Regions from separate parts of the Gossypium arboreum genome. Here region 2 is linked to region 1. The links are chromatin contacts, called in public Hi-C maps. All regions are on one chromosome and are shown on one strand. The core of a region is the stretch at or near the end of the contact, and the rest is flanking DNA. Distances in the headings are between cores, read along the strand shown.

Region 1 (4,196 bases), core at 732-3,231:
ACGTAGTGATTTTTAAAATCGTTTGATTTGATGAGTTAAGTTGCTTTCATTTTCAGTCAATATTGCTGAAAACAGCATTAAGAATACTTGTTTCTATCAATCGAAACATTAGGGTAATTTCTATTGAATAACAATACATAAATTCTATTTGGAAGGGCGTCACAAAGCAGTTCTGTCACGGCATCTCCGAAACTGCTTATAGTCTTCAGCCCTGTGCATATGCTCTTCTCCGAACTCCAGAGAGGCAAAGATGATATGAGAAAGCTACTTGCTTTATCAAATTTAAATCGGGTAAATCACACCATTAGCCATTAAATTATGAGTAAAGTTTACTTTAGTCACTTAACTAAAAAAATTACAATTTGGTCATTGAACTACTCAAAAGTTTTATTTTAAGTCATTGGATTATTAAAATTAATGTTATATGACTTTCTCTGTTCACACTACTTATACTAATCGAAAACTCTCTTTCTCCTTCTCTTTTACGATTTAATTTTTTTTTTCATGAAACAACTTAGAATCTGTGAACCAAAATTTAAATAGCTTTTTTCTCCTATATCCGACATTGACCATCAAATCGACCAGGATCTAAATTATGTTCTTTTATTCGTTGATGGATCTTGATCCACTGTACCAATCATCAAATCATCACTTGGAGCTCACTGGTAGAACTTAAAAAATAATAATAATAAACTCAACAGACCAATGACTTAAATAAAACTTTTGAATAGCTTAATGACTTAAATGAAAACTTTCAAATAGTTTAGTGACCAAATTGTAACTTTTTTAGTTAAGCAACCAAAACTAAAACTTACACATAGTTTAATGACTAATAGTATTGTATGCCCATTTAAATATTATTTATTTAAGATAAACTACACCCAATATTTTTGAACTATACGTAAGTTTACACTTTGGTTACTCAATTTCAAAAGTTACAAAATAGTCATTAAACTATTTAAAATTTTACAATTTCATCACTCAACTTTAAAACTTACAAAACGATTATTGAACTATTCAAAATTTTCATTAAAGTTAAATATTAATGTAGTGGTTAAATCATTATTTTCATATATAACATATATTAGCCTCGTAATTTCCACGTGGCTTTAAGAAAATGTTTTGAGTGTTTTTTATTTTTTATCTTTTAATGAATCAAACCTAACCTATTTTCTCTAAGAACACTAAATTGAACTTAAGGAGGTTCCGAAATATAATTTAAAGTTAGAAGATAAAACAATCACTCAAAACGTTTTTCTAAAAGCAGCATGGAAACTACCGTAACTAATATATATGATAAACGGTGATTTAACAATCACATCAACCATCTGTTAATAATTTTAATAGAAATTTTAAAATAATTTAATTAATATTTTATAACTTTTTAAAATTGATTTCTTTCCTTTTCTTAGAAAACACCCTAAAGATACAACGGTGAAGCTTCCATCAATCCACCTTATTTATTAATATCACTAAATTTTCAAATTGAAAAGCTAAAATATCCACCAAATCCACCTATGATTATAGTAGTATATTTTAAAGTTTAAAAGATAAAATTATTGATTAAATTTTAGTTCGATTGTCAATATAAAAAAACATAAATTTAATTATAATGAAAATATATTTATTATTTTATTTAAAAGTTAAGAGGGTCTATAGACATATGTATTATATAAAAGGAAAAAAGAACCCATAAATTATGTACATAAAAAATGTTGTTGCAAAATCTACCTATGAAACTGTCATATTTTTCCATATTTTATTTATAATATCACATGGCAAATGCGTTGACTGATCAAGCCTAGCAAGTTCGCTAGGGCCAACACATGTGGGTCTAAAGGCGGAGACCTTTCTCCTAAATCAATCTTTTCCATTTGCACAAAGTCTAACTTCATCCAGAATATATACCAAACTTTCACAACTTACCAAAACAACCTAGAAGTATTTATTGAAAAGGATATACACAATGACATCTAGTCTCTTATTTTTAACTTTGTGGGTTACATTAATTTTAAAATTTGATAATTTTTGCTTAGATTTTGATTTTTTTTTTTTTTAAGAAAAATGATATAGCACTATAGGATAATGTAGCATAATATCAAATCACCATTCACACGTCAAAATGAAAAAAGGTTGACTAAAGTTTATTTTATCCTTAGTAAAATAAGGAAAAAGAAGGTTCCTTACAACGCATCTCACTTTTTTCTACCCAACCTAACATATAAAGAAGACTTAAGAGCGGTTACAAATAGAAAAGATATTGCCAAGGTGTGTATGCGTCCGAGTCAACCCGGCGCAGCACAAGCTACGTTTAGCCATGGATGCCAATCAGATAGCCTACACGGTAAATGAGAGAGCCCCAGCAGTGCCCCAATGGCTAAACAAAGGAGACAATGCATGGCAAATGACAGCTTCCACTCTGGTGGGGATTCAGAGCATGCCTGGACTTGTAATCCTCTATGCTAGCATCGTCAAGAAGAAATGGGCCGTCAACTCTGCCTTCATGGCTCTTTACGCCTTCGCTGCTGTCCTTATTTGCTGGGTCCTTGTATGCTACCGCATGGCCTTCGGTGATGAACTTCTCCCTTTCTGGGGCAAGGGTGCACCCGCTCTAGGCCAAAAGTACCTCGTTATCCGAGCCAGGGTCCCTGAGAGTAGGCACAGGGTCACCACCGACCGCTATGAGACCACGGTGCCCTTTTTTCCCATGGCTTCTCTTGTATATTTCCAATTCACTTTCGCTGCTATTACCCTTATCTTGCTAGCTGGTTCAGTCCTCGGCCGCATGAATATTAAGGCCTGGATGGCTTTTGTGCCTCTATGGCTTATATTTTCATACACTGTTGGAGCTTTTAGTCTCTGGGGTGGAGGCTTTCTTTATCACTGGGGTGTCATCGATTACTCCGGTGGATATGTTATTCACCTCTCTTCTGGGATCGCCGGTCTCACAGCCGCATACTGGGTAACATAAATCAAACTATTCGTTCGTATCATCAAATTTCGTGTATAAAATTCTTACAATTTGGTAACATAAATCAAACAGGTTGGACCAAGGCTAAAGAGCGACAGAGAGAGGTTTCCCCCAAACAATGTTTTACTGATGCTTGCAGGTGCAGGGTTGCTGTGGATGGGATGGTCAGGGTTCAATGGAGGAGCCCCATATGCTGCAAATATTGACTCTTCGATAGCGGTACTCAACACAAACGTTTGTGCAGCAACCAGTCTCCTTGTGTGGACATCTCTCGATGTTGTGTTCTTTGGGAAGCCTTCCGTTATCGGAGCTGTTCAGGGAATGATGACGGGACTAGTTTGCATCACTCCAGGAGCAGGTTCGATCGTAATTCTCTATAGTACCAGGAATTTGAGAAAAAAAAGTTTAATTTGTTTCCAGTCCCTATACTTTTTGAACTTTTGAATTTTTCTCTCTCTACTTTAATTTCAAGAATTTAGTCCTTTGTACACATTCAAAGTGTTTGTTAATTTGTTGCAGGCTTGGTGCAACCTTGGGCTGCAATAGTAATGGGATTGCTTTCGGGCAGTATACCATGGGTGTCTATGATGATCCTTCACAAAAAATGCAGTTGGCTACAACAGGTAGGTGACCTAATTAAGTTACAAACTCCCTTTCTAAATTTTTTTTGTTTCATTTGCTTTTGGTTTAAGTGTGTGTGTCTCCCATTCTAAGGCTTGACTTCTGTTGCCTTTGTTTGAATATTCTCATCACTTTTCCACATTTAATCAGATATTAATTTGAAACCACCCCTACTAGTTAGAAGGTCTAGAAATTTATGATTCGGTAGGTTCTTTATTTAAAGAGCAGCTATGTGGGATATGACTGGAGTCATTGAATTTAAGACCCCCTCCCCCACCCCCACGGTTCACAGTTGCGGCCAAGGCCCCTCCAAATTATCATAACCCAATTGAGTTCATATCATTGATTACCTCCACTTTGTGAAATGATTTGACGGCTCTTTTATCGTATGTACGGATTAAAATTAAGTTTTTAAATAAACCAATTTACTTTGTACAGCTAAAAAGATGGTTCCATGAATAATCCCTCTAAGCTGATATTGTAAGAACATTCAACACTTGTTACTTGTCTTGCATTTTTCCCATTGCTTTAAAGTCGTCGTTTATGAATGAGGGAAAAAGAAAAGGCCATCGTTTATACGAAAGAAAATGATCAGGTTTGCCCC
Region 2 (4,447 bases), core at 1,824-4,323, 210 kb before region 1:
AACAAAAAGAAATTTGATTCATTATCAACAAAAAAAAGCCAACACAACCATCAAATCATGTATCACTCATAATGCTTGATGGAAGCATGAGAAACACATAATATTACATAAATTTTGGTTAGATATCTCAACTGAGAGGAAGCATGTGTCATGACTAATGGGAATTATTACCATCACAAGCATCAAAAGATGTCAGCTTTGGTGCGTCAAATTCAAACTTGTCTACCACCTTTATATTTCAAGACTCTATCCACTATATGTAATCACAAACTTGAATCAAGGAGAATCCTTATAAATAATGCTATCATCTTAACTACCCATTTTCGGATGTTAAACGTTGAACGGTTTCATTCATTGGGCATGAACTCAGGGAAAACATAACTTTGGAAAGGATAGCTTCATAATCCATAGCCATCACCACTCAATTTTTTGGAATTAAAAAAGCAAAAAGATACCTAGTTCCACAAAAAATACAGTTGACTGGAAACTCCCAGGATGCTACAGATGTCACTGTTGCGTATATTTATCAGCTACTCTATGTCTATCGTCTTCAAGAATCCCTCCATTCTCTAGGTTTTTGGTACTCCTTTCTTCAAATTTGAGCCAAGAGTGAAAAAGATTATTTTTAAAATATATTCGTTAAAAAACCGAAAGTGTCGATATGTCCGAGTGGTTAAGGAGACAGACTCGAAATCTGTTGGGCATTGCCTGCGCAGGTTCGAATCCTGCTGTCGACGAAATATTTTTATTATTAATCGACTTATGGTGTAATGACAAATTTAATCCTTTAACGTTTGCATCTTTTGTTAATTTGAGCATTATTCTTCATTTTTAGTTAATTTGGTTCTCAATCTTTTAAAAATAATCAAATATTAAGACATTAAATTTTAGACACGATAGCTTGTATGGTAATTCATGTATACTTCATGCTAATTTTTTTGAATCTTTATGAATAATTTTATATTTTTTAATTTTTAATTTTAATTTTTAATTTTGAATTTTTAAATTTTTTAATTTTAAATTATTATTAACATGACATATAAGATAAATAGTGACATATCAACATGAAATAGATGTAGAGTGTCATGCAAGTTACTACACCAACATCATTAAAATATTAATAATTTAGTCAACATTTTTATTAAAAATATTTGATTCTTTTAAAAGATTAATACCAAATTTAATTAAAAATTAGGATTAAGTTGAAAAAAAAATAAATATGGAGAGTTAAATGGGGTTTGTAAATTTCACTAAAACAAATCAAGCAACAAAATATGGAAATGAAATTTGTTCTACTGTTTTCGCTAATTATACAATTTTTGCATAAACAATCCTTCTAGTCTTCGTAATTTACCTCTAAGTACTAAAAAGAAGAATTAGCTTTAATTTCTCCAGGAGGAAACTTTGACCAGTGTAATTCCTCTCCAGTCCAAGGTTAACTCATTTCCAGAATCCCCTCCAATACTCACCTCATAAGAATTTTCCCTTTCTTTCACCATTTCTTTAGCTTCCATTACTCTACCTCTGCTTACCTTCAATCCTTCCAATGTCGTCCCTGCCTGGAAATAGCATGTTTCATTCATCTCCTTCCATTTTTGGAACCAAGCTTGTGCACAGATATTAGGCCCTACAAACAAACACTCCATTGCCAGTCTTGCTTGGACCAGGTGCTTTGCCATGTTGGATTCCATTGATTCCATAGTAGCTTGGTAGTGCATCAATTGCGCATTAAAATATGCCCCAAAACTTGAGCCCGTACCATCTTTAAGTTTCTCACAAGCATCTCCTTCACCAAGCGTTATAATTCCCCTTTTTGTTGTTCTTGTATTGTCACCACAACTTGTCAATAATTGTTTAGCTATGCCTAGGAACTCATTTACAAGCTTCCTGCTCTTGTTTTTGCCCATGTGTGGGAGTCCCACCATGCAATTGAATGCCAACCATTCTTTAGTACCACCACCTTGTTTCTTTATTGCCATGAACTCATTCACCAAATCATGTATTCCGATTTCTTCAACTTTAAAGTTTAGGCCAAAGGACCTAGCATGGTCACAAAGTAGCCTTCTTGTGTGTTGAAATCTCCATGGAGAGTGATCATTTCCCAATTTTATTGAAGTCAGTCTCAATGTCTTATGTTGCCAATGTCCTGCTATGGCCTCAATCAATGAAGGCCATTGGATCCCGACTCCAAGGTCAAAATCAACGATGTGTAGCTGCTCTGCATCGTTGGGTATGGCTTCGAGGATTGCCGAGGTAGCAGCAAAATGAGCCAACCTTCCATATGGGAATATCTGGTAGAAAGTCCTGAAGGCAACCTCAAAGTTCTTGCTAGACTCTTGCATTAGATAATAATTGTTTTGGTTTTGAATATCTTGTGATAAATTGAATGCAATCCGTTCCAAAGTTTCACCAACTGGATTACCTTTCTCACTCACACACCTTAAGATTACCTCTGCAAGGTCTGTCTGGTTCTTCTCTGTAGCGTCTCCATGAGCCTTGAGCAGATGAAATAAGGGCAACTGATTATCAATTGCCATGGCTTCTTCTCCTAGGACTGGCATAGTAAGTGGCGATTGCATCGTATCGGTCGAGGCCTCGCTGGATCTTATAGATGAACAAGGACTCCATACATCTTGCCTTTGAGAGGACAAAGGAAAACTTTCTTCAACCCCATCAGTCAACATAGAATCAAGCCCTGCCAAGGGTGCTGAAATATCCTCCCATGGTACTGTGACCCGAAGCAGATCGTCATCAAAATCATAGGGTGAAAATGGTAAAATTTCATTGGAGAAGAAGGAATCCACACTGGTATGGAATGAAGAAGCAGCATCAAAATGGACAGCCATATTAAAACCATAGGGTTCTAATTGATCTATAGTTGAATTCACCAATGGCCATGAAGGGGTAAAGTCTTGTGATTGCATCATCTTTGTGATGTTAAGAGCAAAATTTGTTTTGCTTTGAATTTTGGCATATGTATATATAAAGTAGGAGATAAACATGTAGGAACAATTTGGCAAATGAATAAAATAATATCAGGATTAAAGAAAAGAATTTGCAATCAAATCTTTAAAAGATATATTATTCCATCAAGGTTCCCTGTTGGGTCTTCTTCCTTGCTTGGCAGGTTTTTAGAGGTGCTATTTCTTGGAAAATTTTATTTAATCCATATTTTATGTATTTTCTAATGAGGAGAGTTAGTGGGTGAATTTTACATTCCTTTTCATGGTAAATTGGTTTCGCTAAATCAGGAAGATAACCACTGGATAATCAATTTCCTTGTGATCATCATCGTATAATATTATAATATAAAGAAGATGAAGCAGATCAAATTAGCTTACCACTGACCAGGTCGCTTTAAGCTAAATTACTTAAGAAAGTTGGATCAGTGGTCAAGTGTTCTTTTTTATGGATAAATTGTGGATATATATATACTGGTTAAATAGGTTTTTTTTTTTTTTTAAGATTTAAGGAAATAGATTAAGTTTGAAGAGAGAGTATTAAAACACACTCAGCTGAAAGTGTCTTTTGAAATTTTTAAAAAAGACGTGTCTAATTAAACATATTTTCCTTAATATATTAGTAAAAATTTATCTTATTAAATGTGTTTTAAAACTTTATTTAAAATCAATCTACTTCTCTAAGTCTTAAAAAAATAACGACATATTTGACCTATTAAAAAAAACAACATATATGAATAATTTAGCTTAATTAATTATGTTATGCAAGAGATAATTATGGTTGCACTTGCACACCATTAGTGGCTTTAGTTTACATTTTCCTGGACACACCACGCCCCCAATATTAAAATGTTTAATTAATAAAAAAGAGAAAAAAAATCCAAATTATTTGGAAATCTATTAAAATGAGTAAATGTAATAATATCATTCAAAGAGAAAAGTTAGCAGAGAGTTGTAGGTAACTTCATCCTTACGTATTTAAATATTGTTGTGATACATTGTATTTGTCGTTAAGCACAGTGATCGTATAAAGCAATCATATCTGCCATAAATTCCGGAAAAAGATTTTTTTTTTTTTAAATTTAAATTATTATCATCTACATTTTAATGAAAAATACTATCAGACTGATTTAGAATTGAATTTAAAAATTTTGAAAAAGTTAAAAATTTGTTGTTTCAATTAGGAAAATGATTTGCTAGACTTACAGTGATGCATGTTTCAATAGTTATAATTAGTTGCATTGTACATACATGCAAGCTCTAAATTATTATTATTTAGGATGATCATTCATGTATGTATACATCCTTTTTACAGAACCACACGAAAATCCAGTTTGTTCAATTCAATGAGAAATTAAACCAATGCAATCAGGGAGAGAAATTAACTCGACAAACAACCGATTTAGAGGATGCATTTAGATAATTAAAAAAAAAAAAACTGTTTCACAAGTTTTTTTTGGACCACCTTCACATAAAGGCCTCGAACA

What was found. Hi-C and Micro-C count contacts between places; a contact is called where the count stands out from the background.
Region 2: a Hi-C map of leaf shows a contact between it and region 1, with 2.4 times the contacts expected there. The contact joins the promoter of LOC108458653 here to the promoter of LOC108457716 in region 1. A contact is called at or near these places in 3 of 5 Hi-C or Micro-C datasets (all in leaf).

What each region holds. Positions count from the first base shown.
Region 1 is chr4:110,973,570-110,977,765 of ASM2569848v2, reverse strand. It overlaps LOC108457716 (ammonium transporter 2-like), which reads left to right and starts at 1,981. Exons shown (of 4, transcript XM_053026482.1): 1 at 1,981-2,962; 2 at 3,044-3,329; 3 at 3,491-3,598. The coding sequence starts at 2,318.
Region 2 is chr4:111,183,424-111,187,870 of ASM2569848v2, reverse strand. It overlaps LOC108458653 (protein NODULATION SIGNALING PATHWAY 2-like), which reads right to left and starts at 3,073. Exons shown (of 1, transcript XM_017758058.2): 1 at 1,221-3,073. The coding sequence starts at 3,002. The coding sequence ends at 1,383. LOC108460308 (importin subunit beta-1) reads right to left here. Exons shown (of 3, transcript XM_017759756.2): 3 at 4,342-4,447. TRNAS-CGA (transfer RNA serine (anticodon CGA)) reads left to right here and starts at 656; the gene lies at 656-737.